Regions from separate parts of the Mus musculus genome. Here region 1 is linked to region 2. The links are chromatin contacts, called in public HiChIP or PLAC-seq maps. All regions are on one chromosome and are shown on one strand. Each heading gives the region's core, a stretch centred on a gene start, on an enhancer-like site or on the middle of the called end of the contact. The rest is flanking DNA. Distances are from core to core; before and after follow the strand shown.

Region 1 (3,951 bases), core at 748-3,247, 81 kb after region 2:
GACATCAGGGCAAACAGCAGGCAGGGACCACTCTTGAACATGTCAGTTAGAAGACAGGTTCTTTGTCCCAGTGGAGCCTAATCCCAGTGTACATAGAAGACTCAACCATAGAGACTGGGGAGACAGCGTAGTCACGAGGTTGCTATGCAAGCCAGAGGAGCTGAGTTCCAATCAGCCAGGCCCAGAAGCACATACTATAATCTCAGTTCTGGGAAGACAAAGATAAGGATACCCAGAGGACAGTAAGTGAGCTACTAGTTTAGTGAGAGACTCTGCCTCAGAGAATAAGCTGGAGAGTAATTGAAGAAGACACATGAAGTCCACCTCTCGTCTCCATGTGTTGTACACAAATAGACCCACAAAGTCAATTGTGGTATCTGTTAGAAGATGTTATCTCCAATGTCCTAATGACCACAGCATGTGTGTACACACTTGCATAAGCAGGTACACAGTATCTTGATGGAACCCTTATGTGATGACTGTTATTAGCTGTCAACTTGATTGGCTCTGAGGTCAACTGAGAGGCTCTGGGAAGGTGTATGGGAAAACTCCCTAAGAAGGGGAACCTTCCCCCACACCCACAGTGGGCAGCAGCTACACATGAAAAGGGTTTTTGAGAAAACCAGTGCAGCTTTTGCCTGCCTGCCTTCATTCCTTTCCAGTGAGACCACCTACCCTATTGCAGCTGCTCCTCCCCTTCAGAAATCAGCCTGCCAACATGGACTGAAGGCCTGCAACTCTTTAGGACCCGCCCCCCTGGGCCTCCACCACCACACTGGGACGCTGAGGCACCCAGACAATTGCACTGAGCAGCTACAGGGTTCTCAGCCCCTTCAGACGGCCATGTGTCACTACTCAGTATGAATTGTGTAGACCAATCCAGTAAATCCCCCTGTGGTCTGTATTTGTTTTAGAGAACCCTGACCAGCACACCTAAGGAGGAAATTGATCCAATCTGAAAACTCGCATCTGATTGAGGCTATTCTGAGTTGACTGAGATTGTAATTATTATTTAATTTATTTATTTTTGTTATGTGTGTATGAGTATTTTGCTTGCTTCCATGTCTATATAAGCATATATATATATATATATATATATATATATATATATATATATATATATACAAGCATGCAGTGCCCTAGGAGGCTAGAAGATTGTTTCCGAACCCGTGAAATTAGAGTGAAATTAGTGTCAGCTGCTGCCATGTGGGTGCTAGGAACCCGAACCCAGGTCCTCTGCAAGAACAACTGCTCTTAGCCCTGAGCTATTTCTCCACTCTTTTTCACCTTAAAAATCTGACCGTGAACGACAACGCAATTCAACCCATCTGCAAGATGCCTGCCACCTTGACTCAGTAACAGCAGGTGCAGTGGTGTCTCCCTTCCCCCACTCACCTGCAAGGGACAGTTCACCTCCTCAGCAGCGCACTCCAAGCGCCTCTTGAGGGTGTCCATGCTGCTGTTCTCCGTCAGAAGCCTGTCCAGCTCATAGCACAACTCGGACTTCCAGAAACCGAGGTCGGATAGCCTCTGGCCCAAGTTCCGGGAGGTTCCCTCCTGCATCTGGTGTATCAGCTGGTCCTTATCCTGCATGATCCGCAGCGAGTCGCCTGTCAGCCGGCTGGCCCAGAGCCGCGAGGCCTCTGCATTCCTGATCTGCAGATCATTGGAGCGGTCCCAGTCCCTTGGGGTGTAGCGACAGAAGAGCGCGGAGCGGAGCGAGGGCAGGATGGTGGGCGGCCGCCGGATGCCTGAGCATTCCTCGGGGATTGTCTGGGAGGTGGCGATCTTGTGGAAGACGCTGGGTCTCCACGCGTTCAGGTAGCGGTATCCGGGCAGGTGAAAGGGTTGGTAGCACTCCTGTACCACAGGTTCCTGCCCAGCAGGGGGCAGCGCCTGCAAGCCACAGCCTTTCTTGGGGCCACAGAAACTCGCTGTCTGAGTGGTTCCAAGAAATTCCATCTTTCCCCATCAGCCCCACCGGGGAAAACTTTACCCAAGGGGCCAGGGCATCCCAAGAGCTAGGAGCCGCGGGGCCTCTGTGACTTAGTGCTGGTGTCATAAAGCATGGGTTAGGGTCTTTGTGCCAGGTCCTGGTTCTCCAGGTGGTTGAAGCCCCTATGATCTAAATAAAATGCAGTCAACAAAGAGAAGTGTGTTTAGGGCCTGAAGAGATGGTTTTGGTGGCTAGGAGCATATAGTGCCCAACCGAAGGAGCTAAGTTCCTAGCAACCACATCACAACCGCCTGTAATTCTGGCTCAAGGAGATCTAATTCCTCCACAGGAGCCCATGCACACAGATAAACACAAATACACAAAATCAAAAGAAAAGAAGGCTTCTTTTGGAGACAGGGTTTCTCTGCATAGTCCTGGATGGAGCTTGCTTTGTAGATCAGGCTGGCCTCAAATTCTCAGAAATCCTCTGGCTCCACCTTCTGAGTACTGGGATTGAAGGCTTGCACCACCACTCCCAGTGGCTTTTTTTTTTTTTTTTTTTTGAGTGGAATTTTTCAATCCCACTGGTTTGGGGTCGAAAGAAACGGCAGATGTCTGTCATTCTGGAACAACAAAATCTGCCTTTCCAGAGCTTGATCAGTCTGGGTATCGAAGCAAATCTAATATGGTCCACACCTCTCACCCTGTGGGATCAGCTGGGCCAACATTAGCTGTCTTTGTTTCTTTATTCCCAAGATAATATCCAGAAGGTTCGATCATGCCTGCAGGAGTCAGGATGGAGTCAGGAAGGTGGGGACTAGAAGACCATCCTCAGCTATCTGTGTTTTTGTTTTGTTTTGCTTTGAGACACGGCTCCAGGTACCCAAGCTGACCTCAGACTTGATATGTGGCTGAGAAGAGCCTTGAACTTCTGATTCTCCTTCTCGACTCTCCTAAATGATGAGATTACAGGCCTCTGCCGCTGGCTGCACTGTTTGTGCTGAAGTTTGAAGCCCAGGGCTTCCGCAATGCTAGGCAAGCATTCTATCAACTATATCCCAAGGCTCATGAGTTTGGGGATATCATAGGCTACATGTGACTGAGTCAAAACATCAAATATTTTAAAATGGCCCATACATTGCACAGAGTTGTGCTCAGCAGTAGTGTTCACGCCAGCAGGAAGAGTGTGGTCGGACTGGATCGAGCATGAGCAGTTAGATCACGAAGCCTAAATGTGGAGTGGTTGCAATGGAGAACCACAACACTCTAGGCAGGTAAAATGGGGCCACAAAGACAAGAAAGTTTTACAACCTGCAGTTTTGAGAATGCAAAACTGGCCTCCTCATCAGTCTTCCTGGAACAACAAATGGGAGGAGGGGAGAAGCTGGAAATGGAATGGGTAACTGAAGTGCTCTGTGTGCTGGCTTGAGTAGGCTTGGTCCCCAGAGACTCAGGTGTGGCCCACAGGGAGTGACACTATTAGCAGATGTGTCTTTGTTAGGATAGGTGTGGCCTTGGTGGAGGAAGTGTGTCAGTGTGGGAGTGGGTTTTGAGGGCTCCTAGTGCTCAAGCTCTGCCCAGAGAAGGAGACAGTCTCTCCTGGTTGCCTTCAGATCAAGCTCTGCCCCGTGAGGAGGAGACAGTCTCTCCTGGTCGCCTTCAGATCAAGATTCTCCTTTTCCAGCACGAGGTCGGCCTGCACACTGACATGTTTCCTACCATGACGACAATGAACTGGACCTCTGAAGCTCTAAGCCAGCCCCCATTAAATGTTGTCCCAGGAGTTGCCTTGGTCGTGGTGTCTCTTCACCGCAATGGAAACCCAAACTATGATACTCTGTATCTTTGATTGTAGAGGAGATTGACCAGCTATTCATATTTGTCAACCCCCATAGAACACTTTAGTAAAACTGAATGAATCAGGGCCAATGAGATGGCTCAATGGATAGACACTTGCCACTAAACTCGATGACCCAAGTTCAGTTCCCAGGACCCATGTGACAGAAAGAGGGAAA
Region 2 (4,156 bases), core at 537-3,036:
AGGGGGCCTCTCTTGATGGTGGGGCGGCACCTCCCCGCCCTGCTCTGCCCTCCCCCTCCCTATTGGCTCCCTCCCCAGCTTCCCACACAAACACCCTTGCCCAGATTGCAGGCCAACCTCAGCTTCTGCATTTGAGGGACAGAGAAGGCTCCAGGCTGTGTGACCGGCTCTCTCTGATTCTCCATTCTTGTGGGGGTGGAGGTGGTAAAGATCCAAAACCCCTTGGAGGAAAAACAGGTTCTGCACTTTCTGGCCACCCCTAGTGCCTCCCTGGGCTGTGGGCCGGGTATCTATCTGCCCAATACCTTGCAGGGGACCCACACCTCTTACAAGGTCTCTCCCCATTTCCTGCAGCCCACTGAGGTATCTCCTGGTGGGAATGAGTGGAGTCACGGGGAAGACAGGGTGAAGGTGTGGCTTCACAGCCTTGAGTAGCTAACTCTGCCAGGTCTCTAGGCCAGGTGTCTCCCAGAATAAGGCTTTCTGGGAGGAGGCGGGAGAAGCCCAATGCATACTCCCATTGGCCTTCCACATTCTCTTCCCTTGGGTCTCTCCTGTAACCTGCATGGATCCATCCTACTGAACCCCTTACATTATTTGAAAGTGACATTCCAGGGAGAGGTGGTCAGCCTCCATGTCTAGGTTTTGGAATTTCTCTCTGATTCGGAATGCTCAAGCAGAGGCGGCTAGAGGCGTCTTTTGTGCCTCTCATTGTGGTAAGAGCACAGCATTTATGATGTAAACCATTTGTAATTCTACAAGCACATGGCCTGAAATGAACCAGCAATGTTGAGTGACGCCCACTACTATCTATACTCAAAACGTTCCATCATCCGCAATTAAATCTGTACCTGTTAAATAGTCCAAAATCCCAGCCATCTCCATCGCCTGGCAATGATCACCACCCACTCTGGATTGCCTTTGAACTTGTAGGTTCTAGATGCCTCATAGTAGTGGGACCCTCCTGAACTGAACCTAGATGCTTCAGTCCTTCTCCAAGCTTGGCATGCACACTCAGTTATACCTCCTTTTCCCGTGGAATCATGGGTGCCATCCCTTCTTCCCTTTAAAGCCCACAGATCTGCCACAGTAGTCAAGAGCAGGCAGGGGGGCCATCCTTGGAGCTTACCCCCCAGGCTGGGACACCGTTAAGAACCCAAGGAAGCTGCCCCCTCGCCGCTGTGGGGCGCCACGGAGCCCAGACCCGGAGGAGTGCGCGGCCCTCAGGGACCCGAGGACCAGGTCCTGTCTGATTGGTACTGCTTGGGAATCAGACGCTGAGTACAACAGGCAACAAGTGGGCTACTCTGGAGTTCAGAGCTTTGGGCCAGCGATGGTGGAGAGGGGATCCGCCCTGACTCTTTCCCAGACTTTTCCCGCCCACTTGGACGCAAAAGGTGGCGAATGCCACCCAGGGGTGGCAGGGTGGCCTTGGGGGGCACCAAAGGGAAGGTCTGCGCCACAGAAATCTGGAGAAGGAGCAACGGGACTGCCGCACGAACCGCACCCCAACCCTTCCCCGTCAAGCACGGATCCCCTGGCCTGTCCCGATTCCTAAAGAGGGCACACTGCTCCCTGTCATTCCGGAACCCCGACGTCACCGCAGTCCCTTGTCGCGCCCCCAACTCACCGGGCACGGGCGTCTGGACACAGTGGCGGGCTGCGCGTGGGGCGAGGCGCCGGCTGTTTTGAAGCTTGGGGCTGGGACTGCGCGGCGTCCTCCGCCCTCCGGGCTGCCGAGCCTCCTCCCTGCCGCCCTCTCCCTAGCCCGCCTCCCTGCCCGCCCGTGATGTCAGGAGCCGCCGATCCAGGGGGCGGGACCACGGGAGGCCGGGCGCCCCCCCCCCCCCCACCTCCCCTTGCTGGGCCGTCCAGCAGCACTCTGTAAAGTTCGAGGGAGCTGGAAGTCTCCTGCTGGGATCATCGCTGCCCTTCTCATCTCTGCCGCCCCTCTTCTCCTGACTGCAGGGTCAGGACCCTGAGATTTCCACTTCTTTCCGAGCAGCCCTCTCTGTCTCTTACTAATTTAGCTGGTTGTTAATCTCTCCTGCCTCAGTTTCCTATGATAGAAAAGGAAGGCGTGGCGGGACCTTGTCCTGAGGCCTAAAGGCCACACTCGGTGCCTCCTGGAGAGGCTGAGTTGATATGAGCCAAGCCATAACTGAAAAATCAATTCCTTCCCCGAAGTAAGACCACCATAAGGACCAGTCTTAAGATTCCTTCAAGCCTGGCCAGGCCTGAGAAGTTTGATATAGAGGATCCAAGTTGTGATCTCAATTGGGCATTGTATCCTTGCTTTCTCTTTTTCTTTTCTTAAGCACTTTTAATCTCTCTCTCTCTCTCTCTCTCTCTCTCTCTCTCCCCTCTCTCTCTCCTCTCTCTCCTCTCTCTCTCTCTCTCCCCTCTCTCCCCTCTCTCCTCTCTCTCCTCTCTCTCTCTCTCTCTCCCCCCTCTCTCCTCTCTCTCCTCTCTCTCCTCTCTCTCTCTCTCTCCCCTCTCTCCTCTCTCTCCTCTCTCTCTCTCTCTCCCCCCTCTCCTCTCTCCTCTCTCTCTCTCCCCTCTCCCCTCCTCTCTCTCTCCCCCCCTCTCCTCTCTCTCCTCTCTCTCTCTCTCTCCCCTCTCTCTCCTCTCTCTCCCCCCCCTCTCTCTCCTCACTCTCTCTCTCCCCCCCCTCTCCTCTCTCTCCTCTCTCTCTCTCTCCCCTCTCTCTCTCCTCTCTCTCTCTCTCCCCCCCTCTCTCCTCTCTCTCCTCTCTCTCTCTCCCCTCTCTCTCCTCTCTCTCCTCTCTCTCTCTCTCTCTCTCTCCCCCCCTCTCTCTCTCCTCACTCTCTCTCTCTCCCCCTCTCTCTCTCCTCTCTCTCTCTCTCCTCACTCTCTCTCCCCCCCCCCTCTCTCTGTGTGTGTGTGTGTGTGTGCACGCGCGCATGCACTTTGAAGAGCTGATTTTCTCCTTCCTTCTTGGCAATGCTCCTGAGGATCACCAGGCCACCAGGCTTGGACAGCAAGTGCCTTCACCTGTCAGAGCCTTCTTGCCACATCAGTTATTTCTGTTTTCAGTATTTTTTTAATTACATTTGTTCACTTACTTATTTGCTTGTGTGTATGGAGAGCACACATGGAGAGCAGAGAGAACCTTCCACTGTATAGATCCTGAGGAGAGAACTCAGGTCCTCACATCTAGTGGCAAGTGTCCTTATTATCCTCTGCCCCTGCTGCTGTGATAAACACCAGGTCCAAAAACAACTCAGAGAAGAAAGGATTGGTTGCACCTCACACTTCAGGAAAAGCAGAGCTCAGGTGGGAACCTGGGGCAGGAGCTGGTGCAGACTGTGGAGGAAGGCTGATGACTATGGCCTTTGACTTGCTCAGTACCGTATATAGTCCAGGCCCACCTGGACCTGGGAAAGGACCCAGGGATGGCCATGCCCACATGGTGGTCAGGAAAATGCACCACCACCATACCCACAGACCAGTCTGATGGAGGCAATTGTTCAATCTCTGTCTCCTTCTCCCAGGTGTCTCTGAGTTTGTGTCAAGATGACAGCTGAGCTAACAATGACAGCCATCTTGCCAGCTCTTGGTTTATTTTATTTATTTACTTATTATTTGTTGAGACAAGATCTTTAATGCAACCCAGGCTGTCTTTAAACTTGCAACCCTCCAAGTGCTAGGGTAACAGGTACACATGGCAAATACCACCACCCCTACCACCGCAAGCCCGGCTGCTACATCTCCATGTTCACCAACATCATTTGAAATCCAATTGCAGATCTCTCTAGAAGGAAGCTCTCACTGGGTCAAAGTTAGAGATTCCTTGGGGGACATGACACTCCCAAATCCGAAGGGTCACTCCTCCAGGCCTCAGGTTGATAAAATTGGTCTAGGATCTCACTTGCATGGTCAAGGCAAATGAAGACTCATTCCCCAAGCAAGAGAGTCATTGCACAGGGGTCAGGAGACATTACTTTGAGCTAAGGCCTGTCTGTCCCATGGTCATCTTGAAAACAACAAAAACAAAAACAAAAAACCCAAAGGCTTTGCAAGAAGGGAGAGTTTCAGTGGCTACTATTATTTACTAACCACTAGCCACGTGTCAAATACCTTACCAACATTAGCTTATTATTGTTGTTGCTATTGAGACAAGGTTTCATGTAGC

The links. HiChIP or PLAC-seq counts read pairs in DNA pulled down with a chosen protein or histone mark.
Region 1: an H3K27ac HiChIP or PLAC-seq map of embryonic stem cells shows a contact between it and region 2, with 9 read pairs. The contact joins the promoter of Tekt5 here to the promoter of Emp2 in region 2. A contact is called at or near these places in 16 of 39 promoter capture datasets (3T3-L1-derived adipocytes, the C10 cell line, the SN4741 cell line and 10 more), 3 of 15 datasets of contacts at CTCF or cohesin (the NIH/3T3 cell line, embryonic stem cells and large pre-B cells), 17 of 484 Hi-C or Micro-C datasets (the HL-1 cell line, the HPC-5 cell line, bone marrow-derived macrophages and 10 more), 14 of 115 datasets of contacts at active chromatin or transcription factors (bone marrow-derived macrophages, embryonic basal ganglia, embryonic fibroblasts and 6 more) and 4 of 9 other capture datasets (adipose tissue, embryonic stem cells, liver and 1 more).

The regions. Positions count from the first base shown.
Region 1 is chr16:10,393,458-10,397,408 of GRCm38.p6, forward strand. Tekt5 (tektin 5) reads right to left here and starts at 1,998. Exons shown (of 7, transcript NM_001291001.2): 1 at 1,396-1,998. The coding sequence starts at 1,962.
Region 2 is chr16:10,312,182-10,316,337 of GRCm38.p6, forward strand. It overlaps Emp2 (epithelial membrane protein 2), which reads right to left and starts at 1,787. Exons shown (of 5, transcript NM_007929.2): 1 at 1,631-1,787.